Linked DNA regions of Mus musculus: region 1 is linked to region 2. The links are chromatin contacts, called in public HiChIP or PLAC-seq maps. All regions are on one chromosome and are shown on one strand. The core of a region is the stretch at or near the end of the contact, and the rest is flanking DNA. Distances in the headings are between cores, read along the strand shown. Region 1 holds the start of St8sia1 (ST8 alpha-N-acetyl-neuraminide alpha-2,8-sialyltransferase 1). Region 2 overlaps St8sia1 (ST8 alpha-N-acetyl-neuraminide alpha-2,8-sialyltransferase 1).

Region 1 (5,845 bases), core at 2,304-4,803, 47 kb before region 2:
TAAAATCAGAAATGAAAAGGGAGACATAACAGTGAAATATATCTTAAAATAACTATTCTATTTGTTGAATATTAACAGTTGAAAATATTAAAATCATGTCCTATGAAAAAAAGAAAAGGAAAGAAAGGAAGAAAGAAAGAAAGAAAGAAAAGAAAGGAAGGAAGAAAGAAAGAAAGTTCACCTCCATTGTCAGGTTGACTGCATGCAGGTATGCCCAGGGCATCGGTGAGGCAAGCTTTGTGTCTGTGGTAACATTTCCAGACAATTAGATCACAAGGCCTCTAAGCTAACCAGTGGCTTACTTTATTCATGAATTCATAATATAATAGCATTACTGGGAGGAAGTGAAAGGTAGGGAGAGGAAGTGGGTCACACTTAAAGGGAGTAAGTCTGCAGGAACAGACACCATGAGGTGCCTTCTTATCTGGCCTGGGAAAACAGAGCCAGCCATGGTAGACTGAGTCTTCTGTGAGCACCAGCTGACACCAGTCCCTCTTCTTCTAAGTTGCTGAGTTGGGTGTTTTGCCACCTGGTAACTGACACACATAGTAATGCAACTAGCTTGGAGCAGCTTGGAGTTTAGATTAATAGATTAATATTAATAGATTAATAGTTAATAAGTAACAGATGGGATTTGAGCAAGACTAGCCTGACATGGAGACCAGGGTTCCATCTAAGAACCATTTGTAGATTTTAACATGCTTGATCATTTAGTCCCCAAGCAAACCATGCATGTGTTCAGTATGAACACTCAGATGTAGACTATATCAGAATCCTAAGCCCCTTGCTGTAAGCCATTTAAATCACGTGCCCTGATGTCAGGTAAGATATTTAATTTAAAACACTAAGACACAGGAGTTAACACTTCACTTTACATGGTGCCGAGTTAGCAATGGTCCAAGTAATTTTGAGGCTGGACATTTTATAGCACCAAGAAGCAGTCCTTTCTTGAGTTTGCATGTGGACAGGTTTGCATTGGCAGTTGAGCCGACATGAAGAATGAAAGCTACCTTCCCTGCTTTCTCCCAGTCATGTAGACAAGGCCCATGGAGTTCTCACGTAGAACAGTCTTAGGTCCCAGTGGCTGAGGAAGAGTTCTGTACGAAAGTGCTTACAACAGAAAAGCTCATCTGAGAGTCTAAACATTGACCACAATCAGAAATTTCCAGAAGTATCTGGGGTGGGTCAAAGGGAATGAGAACAGGAACTACAGACCCCTGAGCAATACACTACAAAGACAGCATCATCATCATTTTATTATTGTTATTTATTATTATTATTGTTGTTATTAATTGCCATTGCTATTATTGTATGTGTGTGTAATGAGTATGAGTGAGCCTGTCATGGCATAGATGTGAGGGTCAGAGGACACATTTCAGCACTCAACTCTCTCTTTCTATGACGTGTTCTGGGGACAGAACTCCAGTCTCCAAGCTTGGGTGGCAAGTGCTTTGACCCATTGAAATGTCTTGCTGGCACGGAAGCTAGTGTTTTAGGTGGTCTGGGACTACCATGTTATCCAGGGAGAATTTAATGGCCACTTATCCTTGAATGAGTCAGTAGATTTGTATGTAGGAAGGGAGGAAAAACATATTTAAGACTGTGGCTACTATATGCTGACAGACATGACACCATGAAGACCTGGAAAGGTGAGGAAAATAACATTGTAGCCATTGTTAATGCTCCTGAGAACCAGAGGGTAACATCAGATAAAGGTTGCCCAGGGGTTGGGAAAGAAGGGGCCAGAGTGTTTACATTGTAGCGCAGTACTACAGTGTGTTACATTGTAATGCAGTACTAAATGGGAAAGGTTTTCATGGGTCCTCATGATCCCTGTATGATCTTTTGCTTGTAGGTTTATTTCGTTTACTGTAAATTCAGCTATATGGAGACCTGGAGGAAGAGAAATTGGGATCATTTGTGCTTTGTTTAAGTTATAGGGAGGAAAAGTGATTGATGATGTGTCTACAGCCCTCAAAGATGGCAAATGTCCCCATCTTGCCTTCCTAGAACAGAGGAAGTTTGGGGTGAGAGGGATCTTCATTTTATTTTAACATTTATTATATTTTAAAATTATGTGCCTGTAATGGTGTGGAGGTTTGTATATGTATGTGCAGGTGCCTTCAGAAGACCTCCCCTCCCCCTCCCCAGTCAGATATGTAATTGTGAGCTGCCTGCCCGCAGTGAGTGCTAGGAACTGAATACAGGTCCTCTAAAAGAGCAGCAAGCTTCTAACAGCGGCAAGAGCAGTCTTTTTTTTTTTTTTTTTTTTTTGGTTTTTCGAGACAGGGTTTCTCTGTGTAGCCCTGGCTGTCCTGGAACTCACTTTGTAGACCAGGCTGGCCTCGAACTCAGAGATCCGCCTGCCTCTGCCTCCCAAGTGCTGGGATTAAAGGCGTGCGCCACCACGCCCGGCGGTAAGAGCAGTCTTTATTTGCTTCTATCAGCGGCAAGGGCAGTCTTTATTTTAACTAACGGTATTTGGTTCCACTGGGGAGCATTGAGCAGTCTTCCTAAGAAAAGCATTGCAATGCTGGTAGAGGTTGGTTGGCACCAAAGTCTCAAGTTTCACCTCTCCCTACTGAAGGTGCTAAAAAAGACTGCAGGGCACAAACTAGTCACTGTGGGCCGTCTGGAGTGCTGCTCTTGGCTGAACAAATGGAACTGTGGCCTGAGATTTCAGTCCTGTGACGACTAAGCTAGCTGGTTTTGGAGGCTGCAGACTTTCTTCTTTGTCCTTGCACAGGATGCTTAAGCAAATAGAAGAGACTGCCGCTAGGAGGTACCCGAGCCTTTTCCGACTTCTGCTAGGGCGAGCAGAAATGGCTTACTGTGAGTCTCTCCTCTAGGCGGGTCCAGGCGGGTTGCACGTTTCCAAGGTCGTGGTTGTGATAAGCTTGCCTTTGCAGCCTTTTAAGAATAAACAGCTTTTTAGTCTACAGAGGCGTTATCTCCTCCAAGGTCTGCGGGAGAACACCAGCCACAAGCATATGAGGATGCCCCTCTGTTCTCGGAAGGGTGGAGGCAAGGTGGTGGATCCCAGTGTGCATGCATCTCCCCTTGTGCCCAGTAGCAGCAGTGTGTGTGTGTGTGTGTGTGTGTGTGTGTGTGTGTGTATGTGTGTGTGTGTGTTCGCGCGCGCGGACGTGTATGTGCGTGCCTGAGCGTGTGAGCTCGCGCCCGCGCGTGCACGCAAGTGCGTGCATGGAATCGTAGCTCAGCACGGGCTGATCTGATTAAGGGAGCCGAGGAAGGAATAAATATTCGCCAGCCTCCTCACTGCTCAGTTATAACCAATCAATTGCAGAAAGGAGAGGGAGACAGCAGCCTGGGCACAAGGTGTGCGGGTCCCCAATCTGTGCATACTCCGGGATAGACATATGCGCGTGTGCATGCACGCACCAGAGGGGCTGCTGCTCTTATTGTCTGCCTCCCTCTGCAGAGAACAAGGGCAGCGGCGAGGGGCCTGCACCCTGGGCTAGCGTCGCGGCCCCAAGCAGGTCACGGGAGGCAATTTCGCGGGTGGGGGAGGGCGGGGGAGACCTTGATTTCCACCAATCCCGGGGCGCGTGTCTGCGGAGTCCAGGGCGCAGCAGAAGGCTGCGGCGCACCGCTGAATGAACTGATGAGAGAGAGTTCTAGGTTTGCCCGTGAGGGGCGCGGAGTGAGGGTCCTGGCGGGCGCGGCCGAGGCGCCGGGGGTGGGGTAGCGGTCCCGGGCCATCGTGGAAATTTCCAAGGACTTGGTGTGGCGCGGAGAGCGCATCTGGGGGGTGCCGGGCACCGCGGCGGCGCAGGAGGCGGGGAAAGGGCGGTGCAGGGCGCAGGAGCATCTCTTTCTGGAAGGGACACAACCCATCAGACGTCCGGGAGCCAGCCGCGCCTCTTCCAGGACCCCAGCCGAGGGCGACGGTGATGCTGCAGTAAGGGCGGGAGCCACCGGCCCCACTGCTCTTAGACTCCTTCATCGCCCGCTGCCTGCAGGGAAAGAGACTAAGGCTTGTGATTTGCCCGGAGGCCACTTCCTTTAGCAAGACATCCCAGTAAAAGTTGCATTGGCGAAGATCCTTGTAGCTGACCTCTGGGGCCGTGGCGTGGGGGTTCCCCAGCCGTGCGTTTGCGAGCTGGAAAGCCAAAGGTGTGTGTGCATGGGGGGCCGGCCACTGGAGCATCCTTCACTGCCACTTTGTCCAGCGTTGTGCTGAGGGTACACTGACCCTGGGACATCGAGGCTGCGATGAGCCCCTGCGGGCGGGCCCTACATACGTCCAGAGGGGCCATGGCCATGCTAGCTCGGAAATTCCCGCGTACCCGGCTACCCGTAGGAGCCAGTGCCCTCTGTGTGGTGGTCCTCTGTTGGCTCTACATCTTCCCTGTCTACCGGCTGCCCAACGAGAAGGAGATTGTGCAAGGGGTGCTGGCACAGCGGACGGCTTGGAGGACGAACCAGACGTCAGCCAGTCTCTTCAGGTACCTACTGCTGGCCGTTGCTCCCCTCCAGCATCCCTTCCTGCTAGTGTGCAGAAGACAGGGTCGCTTGTGAGGCTTCTCTGTCCTGTGCCCTCTGTGCCGTGCCCAACCTAGAGACTTAAGTCAGGGTCTCTGTCCCATCCCTCATCCCAAGAGACGTTTCAAGGTACCTTTGCAAAATCAAGGATTTTTTTGGTCTGTCCCTAGTCTGTGTTGTATTTGCAATTGACCCATCTCTGTGGGAAGGGAGACCCAGAACAACTTAGAGACTGTTACTTTCAGAGAATTTATTTTTTAGCCTCCGTAGATGTTTGGTGCTAAAGAGAAGTAAGCTAGAAGTAGGTTAAGAAGCGTTCCGGGGCAGTTTGTAACACAAATCAACCATGCAGGAGTGATGGGCAAACCTCCAGTCACGAAACCATGAAAACTAGCCAGGCCTTCGCCGTGGCTTTGCGCAGTGTGTCCATTGCGAGTCCGGAGCACGGAACCATGACCCACTAAGGATCGGACCTGCACGATTTTTGTGTTGAAATTTCAACACATTTTTGATGACATATTTTCTCTTCTGACCAATTCTTCTGTAGAACAAGTTACTAGCCCAAGGTCATTCATTATCTACGACGAAGTCCAGGTGCCCAGGTGCTGGACTCTTTACCACTCCAAAGCACCAGTCCCCCCTTTTGTCTTAGTCTCAGGAATGTTTGTGGGAGGTGTACGTGAGGGAAGGGCTTGGATTCAGAAAACAAAACCCAAGGCCGCGTTTGAAAGAGGACAGCACAGGGTTCTCCAGCTGGTAGTTTCTCCTCTTGGGGGAGGTGCTAATTTGAGGAACAGAAGACAGGTTTGCAATAGAAGTTGGGTAGCTAGACTGCAGCGCAGACAACAAGCTCTTTGCATGTTACCTGCATGTTGGGGGAACTGGCCGGCTCGGACCAGGACCGCACCGGGACCCCGGGGCAGAGCCTTCTCATCTTCAGCTCTGGCGCCAATTTATTGCCTTGCTGGTCTTTTCTGGTAGTGGTCTGTGGGAGGAGCTGAGAGGCAGGCAAGAGCCAATAGAAACCTGTCCCACTGCTATTAAGGTCTAAAGCAAAAATCTTTAAAAATAAGTCATTTCCCTCCTTCCCTACTTTTGGAAAAGCTAGAGGTTAGACAGTTCTTCCAGAATCTAGAGGAATGTTTCCTTTCAAATTCAGAGGGGAGGTCTTTCTCTTTCTTCCTCACCAGACCATCGTCACTCTGCCATTGTTAGTTTTTAAAGTAATTCCACTGTCCTTGAAAGTACACAAAGACGATTCTTTTCCACCTTAGCAGGGCTGACTGTTGGGCTTCAAGGCAGGTGGAATGCATACCACCCTGTGGCTCTTTGCAGACAG
Region 2 (5,768 bases), core at 198-2,697:
GACAGAGATGGCGTACTCGGTTCAGCTTGACAGTTCTTAGAGGCTGCAGTCCTAGTACCGGTACCATGATTTCTGGCAAATAGAATTGCATCCTCTTACCTCATAAATCTGTGGCAGCATTCCTGGCTAAAATGTCCTGGATGATCCCTCATCCTGCCAGTTTCTCCTAGGCCAGAGCTTAGGGCAGAGGTCACTCCCAGAACGCTGGACATAACTCAAAGTTCTACTCCTTCTAAGCAAACACAGATGTCCACTGAGTCTCTGGCTACGTCTCTCTGCAGTAGTAACTTAGCTTGTTGGTTGGCCTTCTCCATTTTAAAAATACATTTATTTTGTGTTTGAGGTTTATGGGATACACAGGGGATAAAGTGTTCACTGTTCACTGCAGCGAAGCAGATTAAGAGTTTGTCATCTGATAATTACTTTCATTTGTGATAAGAGCAGCTAAAATATACCTAACAATAAGTCTGTCTGGCATTTTAATTTTGTTATCTCTAGTCCCCCAAACTCTTGATCTTGAGCATCCTGCTCCCCACTTGGTTGATGGCTTCCTTGGCAGTCTTCTTCCTGCTCCCCACTTGGTTGATGGCTTCCTTGGCAGTCTTCTTCCTCCTCCTCCTCCTCCTCCTCCTCCTCCTCCTCCTCCTCCTCCTCCTCCTCCTCCTCCTCCTCCTCCTCCTCCTCCTCCTCCTCCTCCTCCTCCTCCTCCTCCTCCTCCTCCTCCTCCTCTTCTTCTTCTTCTTCTTCTTCTTCTTCTTCTTCTTCTTCTTCTTCTTCTTCTTCTTCTTTTTTGAGACAGGGTTTCTCTGTATGGCCCTAGTTGTCCTGGAACTCACTTTGTAGACCAGGCTGGCCTCGAACTCAGAAATCTGCCTGCCTCTGCCTCCCGAGTGCTGGGATTAAAGGCATGTGTCACCACGCCCGGCTCCTTGGCAGTCTTCTGACCCTTGAGCCACACATCCCCACTCCTCTCCACTTCCTTCCCACCCCTGCTCTCATGACGGATAGTCGAGGTTTCATCTTTTATGCTGCTGCCTTTGTTTTTTGTTTTGTTTTTGAGTCCACATACAAATGACATCATACTCTCCTTGTGCCTCTGTGCCTGGTTTATCTTACTTAACCTAATACCCTGGAGGCCTGTGCAAGTGACAAATGGCAGGGCCCTCTTGTTAAGGCGGAATTGCATTCCATTTTCTGTTCGCCCATCTGTTAATGGCATCTAGATGATCGCCCTACAGTCGCCGTTGTGAGTCACGCAGGGCGAACACAGGCTCCTTTATGAGGTGGTGATTTTATCTCTCTTGCGTGCGTATCCAGCATGAAGACAGCTGGGTTATGTGAGAATTTCATTTTTCGGTTTCTTGCGGAGCCTCTGTATTCTCTTCCACAGTGCCTATGACACTGTATTTGTATCAGCAGTGCGTGGGGCTCCTTCTCTTTACCCAGATGTTTCTTGCTGTTTGCTCTTTGGAGATGGCTATCAGTACAGGTGTGGGCTATGACTCTCCGGGGCTTCACCACACACTTCCCTGATGGTGAAGGAAGCTAAGTCTCTTTCTGGGTGACTGTTGCCTGCTGCTTTTAATTTTGAAAAAAAGTAATTGTGTATGCGTGAGAGAGATGGAAAACCAAAAAAAGTGAGGCAGAGTGAGAGGAAGGAAACCCTGGCGAGCCTGGGCAGGTCGGGGGCAGGCTGAAGTAGGTTCCATTACTTCTCTTCCTTCAGCCTTGCTCTTGAGGCAAGGCCTCCTTGCGACTGCCCAGCATGCTTCAGGATAGCTGACCTATCCTCTTCCATCACCTGACTCTGTCTTTGCATCCCATTCCATAGTGGGAGGATCAAGACCACAAATGTATGCTGCCATATCCAGCACCCCTCCCCTCTCCATGTCAACCCTGGGTTCCAGGTATCAAACCATGCCATAAGGCCTACATAGCAAGCACATTTACCCTTGAGCCTTCCTGGCCTTGTTTTCCATCTCTGCATCTTTTGGGGACAAGTTTCTGTTTGGTTCCTGGCTATGACATTATTGGTTTTCCGACTATTGAGCTGGAAGAGTTCCTTATAAAACTTGCCTTAACTTACTAGACACATTCTTGGTGCTCCCTGTGTCTCTCTGACTCTGTCTCCCTGTTTCTCTGTCTCCCTGTTTCTCTGTCTCCCTGTTTCTCTGTCTGTCTGTCTGTCTCTCTGTGTAAGTTGCTTTTCCATTTTCTTGTTTGTTCCTTTTTTTTGTGCAGAGCCCTGAAGATTGCTGTGGTTTCGTTGGTTAATCTGTGGTTGTAGCTTAAGCTTGTTTGCCCTTTCCTTATGTTTTCTGAAGGCAGATCTTGCTTTCTTAATTTTTGAGTCTACTTTCACATCTGAAGAGCCTACCACAATGTTACCTAAGAATTAAAAACAAAACAAACCCTTCATTACACATCCTATGATGACATTCCAGCCGATGCACCTAATGGCTCCGCTTTGTTTTTATTCTTGTGTAGCCCAGGGTGGCTGTAAATTTCTTATTCTCCTGCCTCAGCCACCCAGTGCTGGAAGTACAGAGTGTCCCTGGTTCAACTGCTGCTTTCGAAGTTGTTGCCGTGGTCTCTGTAGGTGGCGAGCTGGGTTAGGCCCCTCCGGTCTGAGGCATGTGCGTGGGCATCTTCTCTTTGTGCGCCCTTAGCACCTCATAGGTCAGCAGGACAGGTGGGTGTGGAGGATTTGTGGAGAGAGAGAGAAAATGTTGGAGAGGCGCCTGCACTGAAGAGAGCAACAAGATTGCAAATTTGCAATGTTTCTGGAAACATTTGTCCTCGAGGAACACCTGCTATCCTGCTATTTTTTTTTTTCGTCTAATTCTGCTTTCTCCCCTTAAAGGAATAAGAAGTCATTCATTAGCCTATCAAACTCGTGTAACTATTGGCTTAGACACTGGTTTCATTGTCTGTGACTTCATAAAAATGTGCCTGGATTTTTTTTTCCCTGTGTGGTTGTTTTTGTTTTGGGTTTTGTTTTTGCTTTTTATAATTCAGAGAGGAAACACACATGAACGTGATTTGTAAGCTGTCAGGTGCCAGGCAGAAGGCAGTGCTGTCACTCGACATTGGCAAGGTTTCCTTTGTGATTCTTTATACTGAGTTAAAGTGGAGTCCAGGTGAGAGCTTCAGTCCGGATGCAAGGGTCTGGTGAAAGCCGGAAAGACTTGAGAGAGAGCCCCATCCAGCCATGGTGTTGGTTGTGTGAGCTGAGACAGACTGTGGGGAGAGAATCATAAGGCTGCCCAGCTCCATGGTATGGTGGGAACCGAGTGGAAGCCCTGTCCAGAAGGCGTGTGCTGTCTGGCAGGCACTGGGCCCATTTGTGCAAAAGATTCCTTAGGTAAAGAAAGGGGAAGTGGGTTGGTATGGCTCTGAGCAATTGGCAAACAGAGAGGAAACAGCCTAGACATGGTCGCAGAGGTCTGCATGTGTGTTCTTCCTGTGGCCCAGGCATGTCTTTAAACCACAGGTGGTGCATTTTTGTAGATGCAAATGGAATTTAATGACACTCACAATAATTTTCGTTGCTCAAAGAACAAAAGAAAATGAGATATCACCAGACCCGTGACAGGAAACCCAAACTCAGTGCATTCTCCCTAAAGTTTACATTCACGCGGGTGGGACGTCTCTCTGTATTAAGAGATTGTTTTTTATCATGTAGCTTACTAGAGTGCTCTTTTGACAAAATATAGGGATAACTTGTGAGCTGAGCATGGTTGTGAATAGTCCTTAGCATTCAGTAGTCAGGAGGGTGATGAACTTAAGACCAGCCTGGTATACACAAAGAGAGCCTGATGATAATGGCAATGATGTCGATGGTGGTGGGTGGGACAGGAAAGGGAAGAACAGTCTATGATCAATGGAATGCTGGTATAGTTGCAAAATATGGCATTAACATCTTTGATGTGGGGGATGGTAGGGGGTAAGACTTTTATCCCCTGCCCTCTTCCCATTGAAACTAGTGTGAAGGGGAGGCCAGCCAAGATAACCTAGCATGTCTAATGAGATGTTAGTTACTCTCCTCTGGCAACTCACGGTCACACCAGCAGTGTGCTTTAGTAGGTGCTTCCTGGTGCACTCGAGGTGTGCCATCGTGTCTGCAGTTTGTCTTCCCAAGTGCCAGCTCATTTCCTCATTAAAGCTCAGCGCCTGATGGGTTTACCCATAGAGCAGTAACAAGGCCAGTAGTTGAGGAACCAACAGGAGTCTACAGGGTAGAACATTCAGGGCAGGCAATCCTGAGCGAGGGCGCTATTTCGAACACGGAGGGTGAACAGCCAAGGCAGAGGTCAGAGTGTTCAACTGTCAGTTTCCACAGAGGCTTACGTTAAAGGAGTGCTGAAGACAGTTTGCCTCGCCATTGTCTTAGACCATAGTGTTCCTTTCACGCCTGCTTCTATTCAGAGGGGCTGCTGAGGTCCTCTCTGTAATCGAGCCCTTAGTTTCTGGCATATTAGTTTGGACCACGCCATTTCATTCGCCTGTAGCATTCGTCCACACTGTTTTTAACCACCCGATAGTTACAGCCTGACGGCAGGTGTGTTTCTGCTGCCACAAAAGCCTAGTTGCCCTTCAGAGCCAGCTCAAGTCTTTCCAGGACCCAGATGGCTGGACTAATCCATGCATCTCCAAGGGTCATGCATATGTTTTGCCTCTGAACATATTTCAGACACACCTGAGAGCTAGAATGTTTTCCTGAAATATTTTTAAGTGAAATATTACTCAGTGACTGGGAGTGGGAGTCACTCAGAGTGTGATCTGCTCTGTGGAGTCTGCAGAGTGAGCTGGCACTGGGGTGAGGCCGCACATTCCTGTGCGGATGACAAATGAGTGACCCGGCTGCTCACTTAACCTGCCGTTCTCGTCTTTTTCTCTCCTAGGAGACAAATGGAAGACTGCTGTGACCCTGCCCATCTCTTTGCTATGACTAAGATGAACTCCCCCATGGGGAAGAGCCTGTGGTACGATGGGGAGCTCTTATACTCGTTCACCATCGATAATTCCACGTACTCCCTCTTCCCCCAGGTGAGTGGAGTCTGTTGCATTGTGATATGATTCACTCTGTTTCTCACGACTGATAGGATGGGGGTTACACGGCTCTGCTAGCCCACTGGGCTCTCCTCTCCCATCTTCTTTCCTCATCTTAATCTTGCATACCTTTTTCTCGTGTCTTTCCATGTTTCCTGCTTTGAGGCAAGGGTGGAAGTAAAATATTAGCAAGAAGGACCGTATAGATCCTCAGCTATCTGTCACTTAGACCGCAATAGGATGAGAGTAAGGCAAAGGCTGGTCAGGCCATGCTGGCATCCTCGTGTTCTGATGGCAGTGGTGAAGATTTCAGATGCTGGAATGTTTTCTTAGGACTGACGCTGCCACTGGGGAATGGGGACCCTGTGGCTTCCCAGGATCCTAGCTTGCTGTCCTTGTGGCTTGATTCTTGCTATGGGGTGGAGGACTCTTGGATACGGAGAGAAAGGATTCAGTCTGAGCACCTTGGAAGTGCTCTAAGCCAGTCTGCTTCCTCAGGGTTTTCCTGCTTGGCTTTCTGAACACTGTAGTAACACAATTTTTATTAACTAGTTTGAAAAAGACAAGTTTTATTTTAGAGACCTGTTGGCGGAGGGTGGGGAGATCTTTGGTAAACAGCCATTAGGGAGAAGCTAAGAAACGAATTTTGGTCTTCCCAAGTCTTTTGGGTAACCTTAGATTGGCCAAATGGTTGCCTTGAAAGAGGATCAATGGTC

What was found. HiChIP or PLAC-seq counts read pairs in DNA pulled down with a chosen protein or histone mark.
Region 1: an H3K27ac HiChIP or PLAC-seq map of thymic regulatory T cells shows a contact between it and region 2, with 3 times the contacts expected there. The contact joins the promoter of St8sia1 here to the enhancer-like site in region 2. A contact is called at or near these places in 2 of 39 promoter capture datasets (embryonic stem cells and macrophages), 1 of 15 datasets of contacts at CTCF or cohesin (CD8 T cells), 36 of 484 Hi-C or Micro-C datasets (CD4 T cells, CD4 single positive thymocytes, CD8 T cells and 19 more), 21 of 115 datasets of contacts at active chromatin or transcription factors (CD4 single positive thymocytes, CD8 T cells, DN3 thymocytes and 11 more) and 4 of 9 other capture datasets (adipose tissue, embryonic stem cells, liver and 1 more).

The regions. Positions count from the first base shown.
Region 1 is chr6:142,962,160-142,968,004 of GRCm38.p6, reverse strand. It overlaps St8sia1 (ST8 alpha-N-acetyl-neuraminide alpha-2,8-sialyltransferase 1), which reads left to right and starts at 3,553. Exons shown (of 5, transcript NM_011374.2): 1 at 3,553-4,469. The coding sequence starts at 4,237.
Region 2 is chr6:142,913,305-142,919,072 of GRCm38.p6, reverse strand. It overlaps St8sia1 (ST8 alpha-N-acetyl-neuraminide alpha-2,8-sialyltransferase 1), which reads left to right. Exons shown (of 5, transcript NM_011374.2): 2 at 4,905-5,049. Among named protein-coding and RNA genes, the nearest start is that of St8sia1, 48 kb to the left of the region's middle. Within about 2 kb of position 1,447, at least 78 of the 459 cell types and tissues checked have an H3K27ac peak or open chromatin away from gene starts, as enhancers often do. A contact at or near this core is called in CD4 single positive thymocytes, CD8 T cells, DN3 thymocytes and 12 more, where this site is marked.